Regions from separate parts of the Sus scrofa genome. Here region 2 is linked to region 1. Evidence: chromatin contacts called from public Hi-C data. All regions are on one chromosome and are shown on one strand. Each heading gives the region's core, a stretch centred on a gene start, on an enhancer-like site or on the middle of the called end of the contact. The rest is flanking DNA. Distances are from core to core; before and after follow the strand shown. Region 1 holds the start of TRPM4 (transient receptor potential cation channel subfamily M member 4). Region 2 holds the start of LOC110261362 (orphan sodium- and chloride-dependent neurotransmitter transporter NTT5-like).

Region 1 (7,623 bases), core at 1,909-4,408:
AGGCACACCAGAGCCCTGGAAGAAATTCTCAGGACAGCTGGGTGGATGGATCTGGGTTGGGGACATACATTGCAGAAGGAGCAGTAGCCACACAGGGATCCTGGCTGGTAGTTTCCGTATTCCTGGGCACCCTGGGGACCTGGGGGGACAAGAAAGAGGGCAGCAGTGACCCGGGCTGACTCTGCTCTTCCCCACCCCCACCTAGTCAGATCACTTACCCACGTCCTCACCACTCTCCTCCTCGCTGGAGGCACCTCCCGCCTCCCTCCCAGCCAGTGGGTTGGGGATGATGGTGACGGGCAGCTCCTCCTCCTCCTCGTCGTCTTCCTCCTGGTGGTCCTGGCTCAGTGGGACCCAAACCTCAGCCCTCTCTTCCCTCCTCTCCTCCTCCTCTTCTTCCTCCTCCTCTTCCTCCTCCTCCTCCTGGCTCAGGCTGAGGCCATGACCTTCCTCCTCGTCTTCCTCATCCTCCCGGTCCAGGCTGCCCTGGTGGGTGCCTTCTCCTTCCTCTTCTGAACCTTCACCATCCTCTTCAGGGGAGCTGTGGTCCTCTTCCTCTTCCTCCTCGGAATCACCCTCCCCTAAATGGCTTCTATCCTTGACCCCCATGTGTTCCCGGGGACGGGAGCTAGTCTCTTCTTTGATGGATCCTCTGTGGCCTTGCTGCCTGTGGCTGGCAGGCTGGTGGCCAAGCTTGGTGGAGATGTCCTCATCTTCCTCCTTGAGGACCCCGGGGTGGTGACGACCAGGGCTCTCTCTCGTATATTCGTCTGGGAAGTCCTCCTCCTCCTCAGTGCTCTTGTGGCCTTGGGCTTGGGGGCTTGCAGCATGGTGGCTGAACTTGACCGTGATCTCCTCCTCTCCTTCCTCCTCCTCATCTCCAAGGCCATGGTGGGTATGTCTGGGAACCTGGTGCCAGTGTTCAGTGGATACGACCTCATCCTCATCTTCCTCATTTCTGTGGCCTGGGTGTCCGTGGCCAGGGACATGATGGTGGTGCGAGTCTGAGACGTCTCCATCCTCTTCCTTCTCGTGGCCTTGATGCCCGTGCGTCTGATATTTGTACTCAGCGGAGTCACCGTCATTGTCGTCATCTTCTTCTTCTTCATGGCCTCGGTGTCTGTGGCTGGGGCCGTGATGGTGACGTCCAGCTGAGACGTCTTCGTCCTCTTCCATCCCGTGGTCTCGGTGCCCGTGGGCCTGGTGTCCATACTCGGTGGAGATGCCGCCTTCCTCCTCCTCTTCCTCCTCCTCTTCTCCATGGCCTCGGCGTACATGCCTGATGATATGATGGTGTCGCTCGCTGGACACAATTTCATCCTCATCCTCGTCTTGGTGGCCGTGGCTCCCATGGCTGGGGAAGTGGTGCCTGGGCTCAGCTGAATCATCCATGTCTTTGCTCCCACGGCCTCTGTGCCCACCCGCCTGCGGAGCATGCGCTGTGGTTCCCTCCTCCTCAGAGATGTTCTCATCTCCCACCTCGTGGCCTTGGTACCTGTGGCCTTGGCGGGGATGGGCTGCTTTGGAGACATCTTCTTCCTCTTCTCCGTGGTCTCCAGAGGCCCAGAAATGATGCCCACTCTCCGTGGAGACATCGCTGTTCTCATCCCCATGGCTTCTATGGCTATGCCCGGAGTGACCGAACTTGCCTGATGCGTCCTCTGTGGGCCCGGGGATGCCTGCGTTGTTGTTCAAGTTGCTGGGGCCCAGCCCAGCCCCTCTCAGCTGCTGGGTCATAGCAGGGGGGAGGAGCAGGCTGGCCACAGCAGCCCAGAGGAGAGACGCCTGCAACCATGGCCCAGGGTGGCCCATGGGGACAGACCAGCAGCAGAGCTTCTCCCTGGGCTGGCTCCCGCTGTGGCTGAGGCTATGTCGATGAATACTGGGGTCCCTGTCCCTTTGGGGTCCTTCTCTTTCTTTCTCCCTGTGTCTTTCCTTTGCTGTGTCTCTCTCTGTCTCTGCCCTCTGGCCCTCACTGCCAGGCTCCAGACACCCCTCTGAGACAATCTCCAGAACCCCCTGACCCCCTCCGCCCCTCCCTCCCGCTCCCCAGCCAATAGGGTCTCTCCCCTCCCCTCTCTGTGGCTAAATTTACTTTCGGCCCGGAGTTATTCTGGGTTAGGCCCGGCCTGCCCCTCCCCTCCGGCTCTTTCTCCTCTCAGCTGGGGAGGGGGTGAGAGAAGGGGTCTCTCTTTGGCCAGGAGAGGGGGCCAAGGGACTTGATTTTGAATGCCGACAAGTTCCGGTTTGGCAGCTGCAAAAATGGTGTCAAATTTTCAGTGGGCCAATTTGGGGGGAGCCCGGGCCATGGGAGGAGGGGAGCGGGAAGGGTGTATTTGAGGGGAGAGACCCCTGCCAAGGAAGGATTGGGGGTTAGATTATGGGGAGTTTCCGGCCAGAACGGGCGACTTTGCTGAGATGGTGGATGCCCACAGGGAAGCCCTGGACAGGGGTGAGAGGAATTGTGCTCCAGCGTGCGTACCCATGACCTCCTGTCCCTGGAACTCAGATCTGGGGGCAGGGGATGGGGCCAGGCCAGGGCTATAAATACAGCAGGGGGTGTGTGTGTGCAGGGGGCTCAGGTTACTCAGGAGGCTGCAGCTGTCCCTGTCCCTGGAGAGCTAGCAGGAGACATGGGGGCCCTGCCTGTGTATCAGTACCTCCCCCTCATCCTATCACTGCTGTCCTCACCCCTCGCTCTTTGGGTTCCCAGCCTTCTCTGTGGGTTCCCTTCTCTCAGTTCTTGTTTCTTCACCCGCTCTCTTGGAGTCCCTGTCCCCCTCCCCAGGATTCTGTCCCCTTCTCACTCTCAGGCTTCTGTCTCTCCCTCTCAGTCTGAGTGTCTCCGCCGCGCCCCCACCCCGCCCCCGCCAACTTCCTTCCAAGCACCCCCCCCTCGCTTTGGGTCGATGTAGCCCCTCGCCAATCTCTGTCCCCCCTTTCTGATTCCCTGTCCCAACCTAAGGCTTCGTGTCCCCATCCCATCCCCTTTTTGTGTGCCCTCTCCCTCATCACTGGCATTTCCTCTCTGAGTCCCTGTCCCCCACCCCGGGTCCCCGGCCCCCTCTCCCCGGGTCTCGCCTGCCGGTCCCTCAGACCCTTTGCCCCGCCTCCCGCTCTGCGCGTCTCCGAGATTCCCCGCCCCCTAGACCTGGCCCCGCCCAGGCTGGGCTGGGACGTAGTGGATCCGGTTTGTCCCGGGCGCGTCTAGAGCCCGGGTTGGTTGAGGGAATGCAGGGAGTCGGATAGTTTGCAGAGGCTGCAGCAGCATGGTGGGTGCGGAGAAGGAGCAGGTACAGCGGCCGGACCCCGGGTCTGAGGGAACAGGGAGCTGGGGGCCGGGACCCCTGGTTCCCGGAGAGGAGGGCGCTGGAGACCCAGATTCTTGGGTCAAAGAAGGGGGCTGCTGGGGCCTCGGACGCCTGGGTCCTTGGGGACAGATGGGGGCTGGGGGGAATCGAGTCTCCTGAGTTTGGGGGAGGCGGGCGCTGGGGTCCTGGACTCCTAGGTCTAGGCTGGGGCGCGGGTGAGTCACTCTGTGTCCCTTAGGACTGAACTGGTTCCCCTTCACCCCTTGTTCTTGTCCCCAGAGCTATATCCCCAAGATCTTCAAGAAGAAGACGTGCACAACTTTCATCGTTGACCCCACAGATCCGGGGTGAGGAGCCCACCCGGGGACCGACCCCAGATGTCCACCCCGCCCACCTCAGACCCCGCCCTTCGGCTCCTCCCCTCCCCCAGTCCTGTCCCCGCAGACACTCCCAAGGGCGTTCCCTGGTGGCTCTCTCCCTCGGGGAGGGCTTCGGTCCTTCTGCAAACACATCCAACTAATCCTTCTCACGCTCAGGGTCCGTGTTAAAGCCCCAGGGCTGGGTTCCGTTTCTTTCCTTCCTCGTGTCTCTCCCGTGTGTCTCCGCCTCCTGGTGTCACTTTCTCTGTTTTTCTCTCTCGACTGTCGCTGTTTCATTCATTCGTCCACTCCTCCAAGAAACCCTCACTCCGCACGTCCAAGGGGGCATGATTTTCAAGAGCACAGGCCCTGCTAGGGTTCTAATCTCGGCTGGGACACGTGCTGTGTGGCTTTGGGCAAAACGTTTCACCTCTCTGGGCCTCATCCGTCATCTGGGCATAAAAACAGGCTCTGGCTCTACCTGCTGGAATTCTTGCGCGAATTAAACAAGTTAATGCTTGTGATACTTCCGAACGTGCCCAGCACATGGTAAGCACTGGAAAATAGCTCTGGTTCCTCCAGGAAGGTAGCAGTTACCTAGTGTGTGCAGGCTCTGGGCTGGTGCTCCGTGGCTGGGCGGTGGCCACCCTTAGGGACTCCTGGCCTTCAGCAATGTTTTCTCAAGGGGTTTCCGGCTTCCTGGTGTCCTCAAGATGATCTTTGGGGTGTGGGAAATACCAACATTCCTAACTTGGTATGCGTATTATTATGAATTTATTAGTGCAGGATGGCTTGAATTATGTATAAATAGACATATTATTTAGGGGTGAGTGCTCAAAAACCTTTTGCAGATGGAAGTGTGGTCCAGAAAGTTTAGGAACCTCTGCTTTGGTGGGAGGAAGAGGATTCTAAGGCGAGAGGATGGGAGCTGCCAAAGACATGCCACTGTGCCTGGTGGGAGCCAAGAGGAGGCATCTGGCTGAGGCTGCGGAGGCCCTTGGGGTGTCACCAATGGCTCCTGGAGGGGAGGGCAGTGAGGTGACATTTAAAGGTGACAAAGTTGGAGTTTGAGAAGTTCCCTTTGTGGCTCAGTGGAAATGAGCCCGACTAGTATCCATGAGGATGTGGGTTCGATCCCTGGTCTCACTCCGTGGGTGAGGGATCTGGCATTGCCCCAAGCTGCCGTGTAGGTTGCAGACTTGGCTTGGATCTGGTGAGGCTGTGGCTGTGATGTAGGCCACCAGCTGCAGCTCTAATTCAATAATTCAACCCCTCGCCTGGGAATTTCTGTATGCCACAGGTGTGGCCCTAAAAAGCAAAAAAAAAGAAAAAAGTTTGACAGTTGAAAGCGGGCTGAAGAGAGGCTCTTGGAAGGGGTGGGAACAGCAGTATAAGCTGCCCCCTATTGACATTGCCACGTGGTTTGCCAGTGGGGCAAAGTTCAGGGTGCAAGGAGCATCTGAGAAAGGAGACCGAGGAGGAGGGTGGGGCCAGAGGTCGCAAGACCTCAAATGCTACCCCAAGGGGCTGGGACCCTGTCCTGGTGTTCCGGGAAATTATGGGAGGGGCAGGGTCAGCTCTGGGTGTGGAAAGACCTCCTGGGATGACTAGAAGTTCGGGAAGCTGGAGAAGAGGCTGGGCAAGGGTAGGCGGGAGGAGAAGAGACCTGAGGCAGGCCAGGGCTATGGGGACACAGGAGGGGATGATGGGGCGAGGATTCCGGGGGCAGGAGCTTGGGGACCCATGGATTTGGGGAGTGAGGGGAGAGGGGAGGGCGATACCCCAGACATCAGGTCTGGAGCTTGGGAGACCGTGGCATTGTCCCTGAGATGGGGACCCAGGGGGATGAGCAGGTTTGGGAAATGTCACTGAGCTCAGAGTGGGATTTCGTGGGTGGGGGGGCACCGGGGGAGCCAGCAGTGTCGCAGACCTGGTCAGGGCCTCAGGAAAATCTGGGACTTCCATCCAAGACTTGAGAAGTCCTAGCTGTAGTTGGAACCTGGGGAAGGAGGTGAGACGTCACTGGGTGTGTGTGCTGGGCTAAGAACATGTAAAGTCAGAGGAGCCAGCAAACTGGCAATTCTATGGTGGATTTTTTTTTTTTTTTTTTTTTTTTTGGCCTGGAAGAGATTTCTAAAAACTTGTCTCTGAATGTCTCAAGACTAACATGCTAGGGAGTTCCCATTATGGCTCAGCGGCTAGTGATCCCCACTAGCATCCATGAGGACTCGGGTTCGATCTCTGGCCTCACTCAGTGGGTTAGGGATCCGGCGTTGCTGTGAGCTGTGGTGGTCAGACGCAGCTTGGTGCGTGGCTGTGGCGTAGGCCGGCGGCTACAGCTCCAATGTGACCCCTAGCCTGGGAACCTCCATAAGCCGCGGGTACAGCCCTAAAAAGACAAAGAAAACCAAAAAACAAAAGACTAACATGCTGCCTCAAGTCACCACAGCCTCCAGCCTCTTGTATTCTCCACCTGATGCCTCTTATCCTTAAGTTACCTGCCTGGTCCTCCAGGGGCCCTGAGTTTAAGCCCCACGAAGGGAAGACAAGTGATTCTGACTCTGGGGAACACTACGCCCAGGGAGGCGCAGAAGAAGAGAAAGCCACAGATGAGGCAGAGACAGGGTGGCCAGGGGAACGGGTGCGCTCTGCCAAGGAAAGTGCTTTCTAGAATCAGAGCCCTTTAACTGTGACCCGGGCCACTTTGTCAGAGTCAGATGAGACCTGAAGAGAGGCCCTTGTATTTGAGGACTCGCGGGTCATTGCTGATTTTATCGGGAACGATTTCAGTTTTGGTGGCCACAGAGAAAGAAAGAGGAGTAGGAGATGAGCCTTGCAGAGAAGGGTGGAAAGTTCCAGTGCCACCCACCAGAACTTTCTGTGGTGGTGAAAATGTTCTATATCTAGTATGGCAGCACTGGCCACGTGTGGCTCCTGATCACTTGACCTGTGGCCACAGCCACCGAGGAGCTGAATTTTTAATTGTACTTAATTTTTGTCTTTATATTTTTTTTGGTCATGCCTGCGGCATGTGGAAGTTCCCTGGGCCGGGGATCGAATCTGTGCCACAGCAGCAACCGAGTCACTGCAGGGACAACATTGGATCCTTAACCCGCTGTGCCACAAAGGAACTCCTGATTGTACTTAACTTTCTATATATTTGAATATAAAGAGTGCTGTGTGAGGAGGTCCCGACGTGGCTTAGTGGAAATGAATCCGCTGGTATCCATGAGGAGGCAGGTTGGGTCCCTGGCCTCCCTCAGTGGGTTAAGGATCTGGTGTTGCTGTGAGCTGGGGTGTAGGTCACAGATGTGGCTCAGATCCCAAGTTGCTGTGACTGTGGTGTAGGCCAGCAGCTGTAGCTGTGATTAGACTCTTAGCCTTGGAACTTCCATATGCCGCAGGTGTGGCCCTAAAAAGCAAAAAAAAAAAAAAAAAAAGTGTTGTGTGGCTAGAGGCTACTGTATTGAACAGTTCAGGTTCTGGAACATTCCATGAAGAAATTTTGCCAGAAGGTCTCCTGGGAAGTAGATGGACAGGAATGAGGGGGATCCAGGGATAAAGTTGAGATGGGTAAAAGGATCAAGTGGGTAAACTGAGGCCTTCCAGGACCCTGGAGGTTGACTCAGAAACGGGGGGCACGTGCTCTTCCTGTAGCTTTCACTGTGCCAAGAGCCGGTGTACTCTGTGTGGATGGGTTGGCCGTTCTTTTAGTGTCTTCACAACTTTTGCCAACTCCATAGACCATCTGAGCTATTCTTTCCATAAAATCAGGCCTTAAATCATGGCTGACTCTGTTTATATAAATACAGGTCTCTGCCCACATCTGAATCTCTTCTGGAATCAGGGACAAAGAGATTTAGACACATTTTCAAAGAAATCCCTCATTCTCCAAACCCATGTTGCTTGCTCTTTAAAACTCAGGTGCTGGAGTTCCCATTGTGGCTCACCGG
Region 2 (7,623 bases), core at 3,579-6,078, 89 kb after region 1:
GGATGGCTGCCGTGGTGCAAATTCAATCCCTGGCCTGGGAATTTCCATATGCTGCAGACACAGTCAAAAAAAAAAAAAAATCTTTCAAACACACATACATGTACATACACATATTCACTCACACAAACACACACACACACATACAAACATTTCTAATACCAGATATCATTAATGGCAAATTCTACCAACCTTTAAGGAAGAAATAATTCCAGTATTAAATATGCTTTTCTAGAAAACAGAAAGAGGAACACTCCTCCATTTATTTTATAAGGACACCTCAACTTTGATAACAAAATTTACCTGAAAACTCGAAAGCCCCCAAATAGCTAAGATACTCCTGAATAAAAACAAAATGAGAAGATATACTCTAACAAGTATTAAGCTTATTATAAATTTGTAGTAAGACAGTGTGAATTGAGACAGGGACAAATAGACTAATGGAACAGAATCAAGAGCCTAAAACTAGACTCCCATATATGAAGTCTAGATACATGGATAGATATGCCATAGCAGACCTGTGAGTAGAGGGTTAAATTCTCAATAAATGGTGTTAGGACAATTGAGTATCCATATAACAAAAAAAGAAACTGACCCCTACCTCAAATAACATGCAAAAATCTGTCTCAGGTGGAAAGAAGAAAGAAGAAAATGTGAAAAGCCATAGCATAAAATTCAAGAAAATATGAAGGAATGGAGGATCACTGTCTTCTATTACTCCAGGCAAAAAAATTGCAGATGATGTGAATGCTGCCCCTTGAAGCACAACGCCTTGGTAGAGGAAAAGATTTCTTATAAAAGACATGATGAGCAATGACCAAAAATTTCAATTTGATATATTTTACTACATTAAAATTAAAACCTCCTTTTCATCAAAAGTCCCCAAAAGGATAACAGAAAGAAAAACCATAGAGTGGGAGAAGATATCTGCAACCTACATGACAACAAATGACTAATATTCAAAAAGTATAAAGTACATGTACAAATCAGAAAGAAAAAGACAGGAGTTCCCATCGTGGCTCCATGGAAACGAATCCAACTAGGAACCATGAGGTTGCAGGTTCAATCCCTGGCCTCACTCAGTGGGTTAAGTTCCAGCGTTGCCATGAGGTGTGGTGTAGGTCGCAGACACAGATCAGATCCCGTGTTGTTGTGGCTCTGGTGTAGGCAGGCAGCTGCAGCTCAAATTAGACCCCTAGCCTGGGAATCTCCATATGCTGCTGCTAGTGTGGCCCTAAAAAGAGAAAAGCCAAAAAAAAAAAAAAAAAAGAGACAGATAACCCAATAGGAAAATGGGCAAGAGGCTTGAGCGGCACTTCACAAATATTTTATAATATTTAAACAATTATGACATGCATCATGGAGTTAAATTATTCAAATCAATATAAAATTCCATAATACAAATATTATGTCATTAATAATCAGTGAAAGGCAATTAAAATTACAATGAGGATACGGTCTTTAGGGCATTAGCCTGCTGTGGCCTCCTTTGCCTGGCAAAGCAATAAAGCTATTTTTTCCTTCTTTGTCAAAAAAAAAAGGAAAAAAAAAAAAAAGAAATACCACTGCATAACAATCTGATTGGTAAAAAATGGAAAAGTCAAATAATACCAGATATTGATGAGCTGCAGAGCAAATAAGAATTATCCTCAATGTTAGTATAAATTGTTAAAACTACTTGGAGAACAACTTAGTAGTAAAATCGAATGCATACATACCCTATGGCCCAACAACTCCCAATATTAGGTATATTCCCCAGAGAAACTTTTTCACTTGTGCAACAGAATATAGTAATAATAACAATAATTAACACATTGTGCTTGCTTTGTGTCAAGCACTGTTCTAAATGCTTCACATTTTTATATTACATTACTCTTCACAACAACGCTACGAGGTAAATACTATAATTATCTCCACTTTACAAAAGTGAAAGAACTGAAACACAAAGAAACTACACAACTTTCTCAAGGTTACACTGCCCATGAGTGGCAGAGTCAGGATTTAACATAGTCTGATTCCATAAAGAGCTCTTTACCAACTAAACATTTTTCTACTTCTCACAAGAACATTCTCAGTGGAGTTCCCGCTGTGGCACAGTGGGTTAAGAACCAGACTGCAGCAGCTCAGGAAGCATAGGTTCAATTCTTGGCCCTGAAGTAATGGGTTAAAGGATCCAGCACTGCCGCAGCTGTGGTGTAGTTTGCATCTGTGGCTCAGATTCAATCCCTGCCCAGGGAGCTTCCATATGCCGTGCGTGCAGCTACAGAAAAAAAAAAAAAAAGAGAGAGAATGTTCCCCACAACAGTATTCATAATTGTCATAAAGTTGAAAAATGCAAATGCCCCTCAAGAGTAAAATGAATAAATCATAGACTATTCAAACAAAAGAATACTACGCATATATGAAGAAAATAAAGGAACTGCAGCTACACTCAACAGTAAAAATGCACAATGTTGAACAAAAGCACAACATAAAATATTCCAGAGACAATAAGTCATATTTCTAAGTTCAAAACAGAAGCAAAATTAAACTAATAATTTAAGGATGCATATAGACATAGTAAAAGTATAAAGAAATTCAAAGAAATTATTACCACAAAAGTCAGACTAGAAGCTATCTCTAAAAGAGAAAAAGAGGTATTTGATTATGAAATGACAATTTGAGATGATCTTCCAGAGTCATGGTAATATTCTAGTTCTCAATCTGTTGGCAGTTATGTAGATATAAGCTTTATAATTATTCATTTAAAACTCTGTTTATATGTTCTATGCACTTTTGTGGATGCATATTTCATGATTTAGAATGTTAAAAATAAAATATAAAGAAAAAGAGAAGAAATGGCTCAAGAATAAGGAGAAATGCCAGAAGGAAATGCTGTCACAAAAGCTAAAGAGAAAGCAACAGAGAGCCTCAGATAATCAACACAAAATCAAATAAGATAAACTCTAAAGTGTGTCCATAATGAATTCTTTCCTTTGGGCTTTGGAAGAAACCCCAAATCTTAATTCAATTCATTCAAAAGTTAACCAAGTTGAGAAAGCTGGGGACATTTATCTAAGAGTTGGCAGCTTACCTAAGAAACACAAATCTTCACTACTACTAGGTGGTTTGCCAGCAGCTGAAATGAACCATAACTCAAAATAATAAGTACTTCTGATTCCCATCATTCATGTTAACAATGACCCTGACACCGCCCTTCCACTTTAAAAGGGGGGGGGGCGGTACTCATGAAAAATATATCAATCTTTCTTGAACATATTCAAAAAGGGACTCCTTTCAAGGTCCTACTGTATAGCACAGGGAATTCTATTCAATATCCTGTGCTAAACCATAATGAAAAAGAATATGAAAAAAATATATACATATAGATAAACTGAATATATATATATAACTGAATTCCTCTGCTGTAGAGCAGAAATTAACACAACATTGTAAATCAACTATACTTCAATTTTTTAAACTGGGTTTTTATCTAAATTTATTTATCTATTCATTTGTTTGTATGTGTAGTCTTTTTGACTCTTTAGGGCCGCACCCACGGCACATAGAGGTTCCCAGGCTAGGGGTCAAATCGGAGCTGTAGCTGCCGGCCGACTCCACAGCCACAGCTACGCCAGATCCAAGCCACATCTGGGACCTACACCACAGCTCGCGGCAATGCCGGATCCTTAACCCACTGAGCGAGGCCAGGGATGGAACCCCGTCCTCATGGATACTATGTCAGGTTCATAAACTGCTGAGCCATGACAGGAACTCCTATTTATTTATTTATTATTATTATTTTGTCTTGTTATGGCTGTATCTGCGGCATAGGGAGGTTCCCAGGCTAGGGGTCCAACTGGAGCTGTAGCCGCCGGCCTACACCACAGCCACAGCCACGCCAGATCCGAGCCGCATCTTCGACCTACACCACAGCTCACGGCAACGCAGGCCTCTTTAACCCACTGAGCGAGGCAACCTGTGTCCTCATGGATCCTAGCAGGGCTCCTTAATCGCTGAGCCACAATGGGAACGCCTATATTTCAATTTTTAAAAACGTATTTAAGTGTATCCTTAAAACGAGTTTTCTGGTAAATCAGTAAATTTGACCCAGGGAAAGAACTGAGTTTTAGCAAAGAGATCCTGCAAACTGGCCACTTGTAACACTTAAAACCCCCTTGGTCCCCTGGTAAACCCTTCCTCGCAGGCTGGAGACGCCCTGAGGGTGGCTGACTGTGTGACACCCTCCAGCATCCTTCCCTCTGGGGAGCGCTGGGGGGGTAGGGGGGGCTCCGGAAAGGCCCCGTGCCTCTCAGTTTACCTCCTTCCTGGACCCGCCAACTCCAAAACTGAAAGGAGGGTCCCTGGTGCATCCTCAAGGCGCAGGCCGTAACTGCTTGTCCCTCACAGGCCAGAGACAGGGCTGGACCCGATCTCCACCGCTTGGCAGCCTGAACCAATGGGAATCCCCAACTGGGCAGGGACCGAAGGCGACTCCCCTGAAGGTTGAGCCTTGGAACTGACTCAGGGTGAGATCAAGTGAGCCAAGGGGCCGACGCCAAGGAGAGCGTCTGGGAGGCTCCGTCTTGCGGCCTAAAAGTTATCCCTTGCCAAGTCCAGGGCCCAAACTCACACACCCCAAGTTTCAGGGAACCCTTGGGAACCAAGTCACCTTCACCGTAGCCTCGAAGCCTGGGGTCTCCAGTCTGGTCAGTCAGGCGATAATGAAGGTGAAGAAGGCTCAACTGAGAAGGCTAGCAACCATTTCCGGCCCTTTCAGGTCTCCTCAGGCCTGAACGCGCGACGCTCCTCGCTCGGCCGCAGGTGCCGCCTTTCCTGCGTTTCTCTGCGCATGCGCCGCTGGTCCTCTCGCGAGCCCTCTAACCAGAGTCCGTAGCTCCACCCTCCCTAACACCTACGCCTACCCTACTGCGCAGGCGCGCACACGCGCACACCCTCCAGCACGCACGTCCTCCGTCTGCACATGCTCGCACCTTCCCTCTCTTTTCCTTTTCGACCGCGTGCCCAATCCGCTTCCCCCGTCTCTCAGAGGAGTACCTGGTGTGGAGCGTCGGGTTAGCTTCTGATTCCCCCAAGCAATGTGGAGGTGAGTCTGAGGTGGGAGGCTTGTTCTTCCCATTCATTCCTTCTTGCCTTCAAAGCTTTGACACTTACTTAAGGCTCCCATACCGCTAGTCAAACCTTAAATATGAACAAGACAGACGGGGACCTTGCCTTCAGAGCATTACACTATCTGCTGGGCTTGCAGAGAGTCAGAAAGCCCAAAGATTTACTTAGGTCAGTGGCTCTCAAACTTTTGGTCTCAGGACTATTTTTAGTCCCTTAAAAATGAAGGACCTGGGAGTTCTCATTGTGGTTCAGCAGTGAGGAAACCAAGTAGTATCCATGAGGATGCAGGTTGGATCCCTGGCCCTGCTCAGTGGGTTAAGGATCCCGCAGTTGCTGTGAGCTGTGATGTAGGTCACAGACTGGCTCAGATCTGGCCTTGGTGTGGCTGTGGCATTGTCTGGCAGCTAAAGCTCCAATTTGACCCCTAGCCTGAGGACTTCCAACTGGTGCAGGTGTGGACCTAAAAAAAAGGGAAAAAAAAGAACAACCCCAATCAAATTATGTGGGTTAAATTTATGTGGATTGTGTTTATATGAGTCATATCTGTGCCATGAAAACTGGGAAATTTCCAAAATATATATTATCAAAAATCCATTTTGTTAACATAAATAACATTTTATAAAATTTTTATTTTTGTTTATTTATTTTTTTGTCTTTTGTCTTTTTGGGGCCGCACCCGCAGCATATGGAGGTTCCCAGGCTAGGGGTCTAATCAGAGCTATAGCTGCTGGCCTACACCACAGCCACAGCAACGCCAGATCCTTAAGTCACTGAGCAAGGCCAGGGATCAAACCTGCAACCTCATGGTTCCTAGTCAGATTCATTTCTGCTGTGCCAGGACAGAAACTCAGGCATAAATAACTCTTTTTTTTTTTTTTTTTGCCTTTCTCTAAGGCCACACCCACGGCATATGGAGGTTCCCAGGCTCAGGGTCTAATGGGAGTTGTAGCCACCGGCCTATGCAGAGCCCCAGCAACACCAGATCCAAGCCGAGTCTGCGACCTGTAACACAGCTCATGGCAGCGCTGGATCCTTAACCTGCTGAGCAAGGCAAGGTATCGAACCCGCAACCTCATGCTTCCTAGGCGGATTCCTTAACCACTGAGCTGTGATGGGAACTCCATAAATAACATTTTTAATAGCTATAATTTCACCCAAAAAATAACTTAGTGAAACTATTTTATATCTTTGTGAATCTCTTTAATGCCTGGCTTAATAAAAGACAGTTTGATTCTCATATCTGCTTCTGCAGGGGGCTTGTCAAAATACCTTGTGCTGGAGTTCCCCTCGTGGCTCAGTGGAAGAGAGTCTGACTAGTATCCATGAGAATGCAGATTCCATCCCTGGCCTCAGCTCAGTGGGTTAAGGATCCTGTGTTGGTGTGGCTGTGGTGTAGGCTGGCAGCTTCACCTCTGGTTCAACCCCTAGCCTGGAAACCTCCATATGCTGCAGGTCTCACCCTAAAGAGACAAAAAAAAAAAAAAAAAAAAAAAAAGCTTGTGCTGTCACAACATCAAACATCACTGTATACACAGGAGAAAGTGACAGTAAAAAGACAAATAACATATTAATGGGATTATGAAAATAATTTTCACCTCATGAACCCCTGAAAGTGTCTCAGGAACCACCAGTGGTCCCCAGGCCACATTTTGAGAACCACAGGCTTAGATCATTATGACTGAACAAAGAGCTAGAAAGGAAAATGTCCAGGGGCTGAAAGAATACATCACGATCTGGGGAAATTATTCAATCCTTCAACACAGAGACCTCATTTAGAGAGAGTGTCACTGGTCCAAGCTCGTATTTCTCACCACACAACAGGCCAATAAATCTAGAGACGAGTTTTGGGGGCAAGGAATAGCAGAAAGCCAGCAGATGGAGAAAGTGGTGGGCTAGTGTCCCAAAGAACCATCTTACCCCAGTTGGAAATCAGACTTCTTTTATACTAACAGGTGAGGGGCTGTGGCTGGTTGTTGCTGACTTCTTGGTTCTTGCAAGCTCTCCCTGTAGGTCTGATCATAATATTCCCGTTAACCTCCAGCAAGATGGTTGTTCTTTTCTGTTTTACAACCTTTTCTCTCTATATGAAATAGAGGAGTGTTGTACTTTTAAAAGTCAGGGCCTTGAGAATGGGTTATCCTGTATACTTCAGGCTGTGGACAACATTGTTTTACAAAAGCGCAGAGCCAGCATGACTAAGCACATTCAACAGAGTACAAGGTTTAGAGCTAAAGGAATAGATCCAGTATGGAGTCAGGCTTGTTCTTCTCTGTTACAAGAAGAGTTGTCTGAGGAAGTAACACTGAAACTGAGACTTGAAGGATGATTTACTAGGTGAACAATGGAATATGAACATCTCAGGCCCTGAGGTTATTTAAAGGCACTGAGAGGCAGGACAGTCTTTGAATTCAACCCATCAAGAAAAATTATCAGTCAATAAATGTTTACTGAATGATGTGCTCTGCATAGCCGTAGACCCTTAGGATACTATTAGGGAAAATATTTTTTTTTTTTTTT

The links. Hi-C and Micro-C count contacts between places; a contact is called where the count stands out from the background.
Region 2: a contact with region 1 is called in a Hi-C map of epiblast stem cells, with 1.9 times the contacts expected there. The contact joins the promoter of LOC110261362 here to the promoter of TRPM4 in region 1. A contact is called at or near these places in 2 of 47 Hi-C or Micro-C datasets (embryonic fibroblasts and epiblast stem cells).

The regions. Positions count from the first base shown.
Region 1 is chr6:54,339,616-54,347,238 of Sscrofa11.1, forward strand. TRPM4 (transient receptor potential cation channel subfamily M member 4) reads left to right here and starts at 3,159. Exons shown (of 24, transcript XM_021094712.1): 1 at 3,159-3,293; 2 at 3,591-3,658. The coding sequence starts at 3,270. It overlaps HRC (sarcoplasmic reticulum histidine-rich calcium-binding protein), which reads right to left and starts at 2,023. Exons shown (of 6, transcript XM_003127287.5): 1 at 219-2,023; 2 at 69-139. The coding sequence starts at 1,812.
Region 2 is chr6:54,426,460-54,434,082 of Sscrofa11.1, forward strand. It overlaps LOC110261362 (orphan sodium- and chloride-dependent neurotransmitter transporter NTT5-like), which reads right to left and starts at 4,829. Exons shown (of 12, transcript XM_021097558.1): 1 at 4,649-4,829. CD37 (leukocyte antigen CD37) reads left to right here and starts at 4,954. Exons shown (of 8, transcript XM_021094728.1): 1 at 4,954-5,083.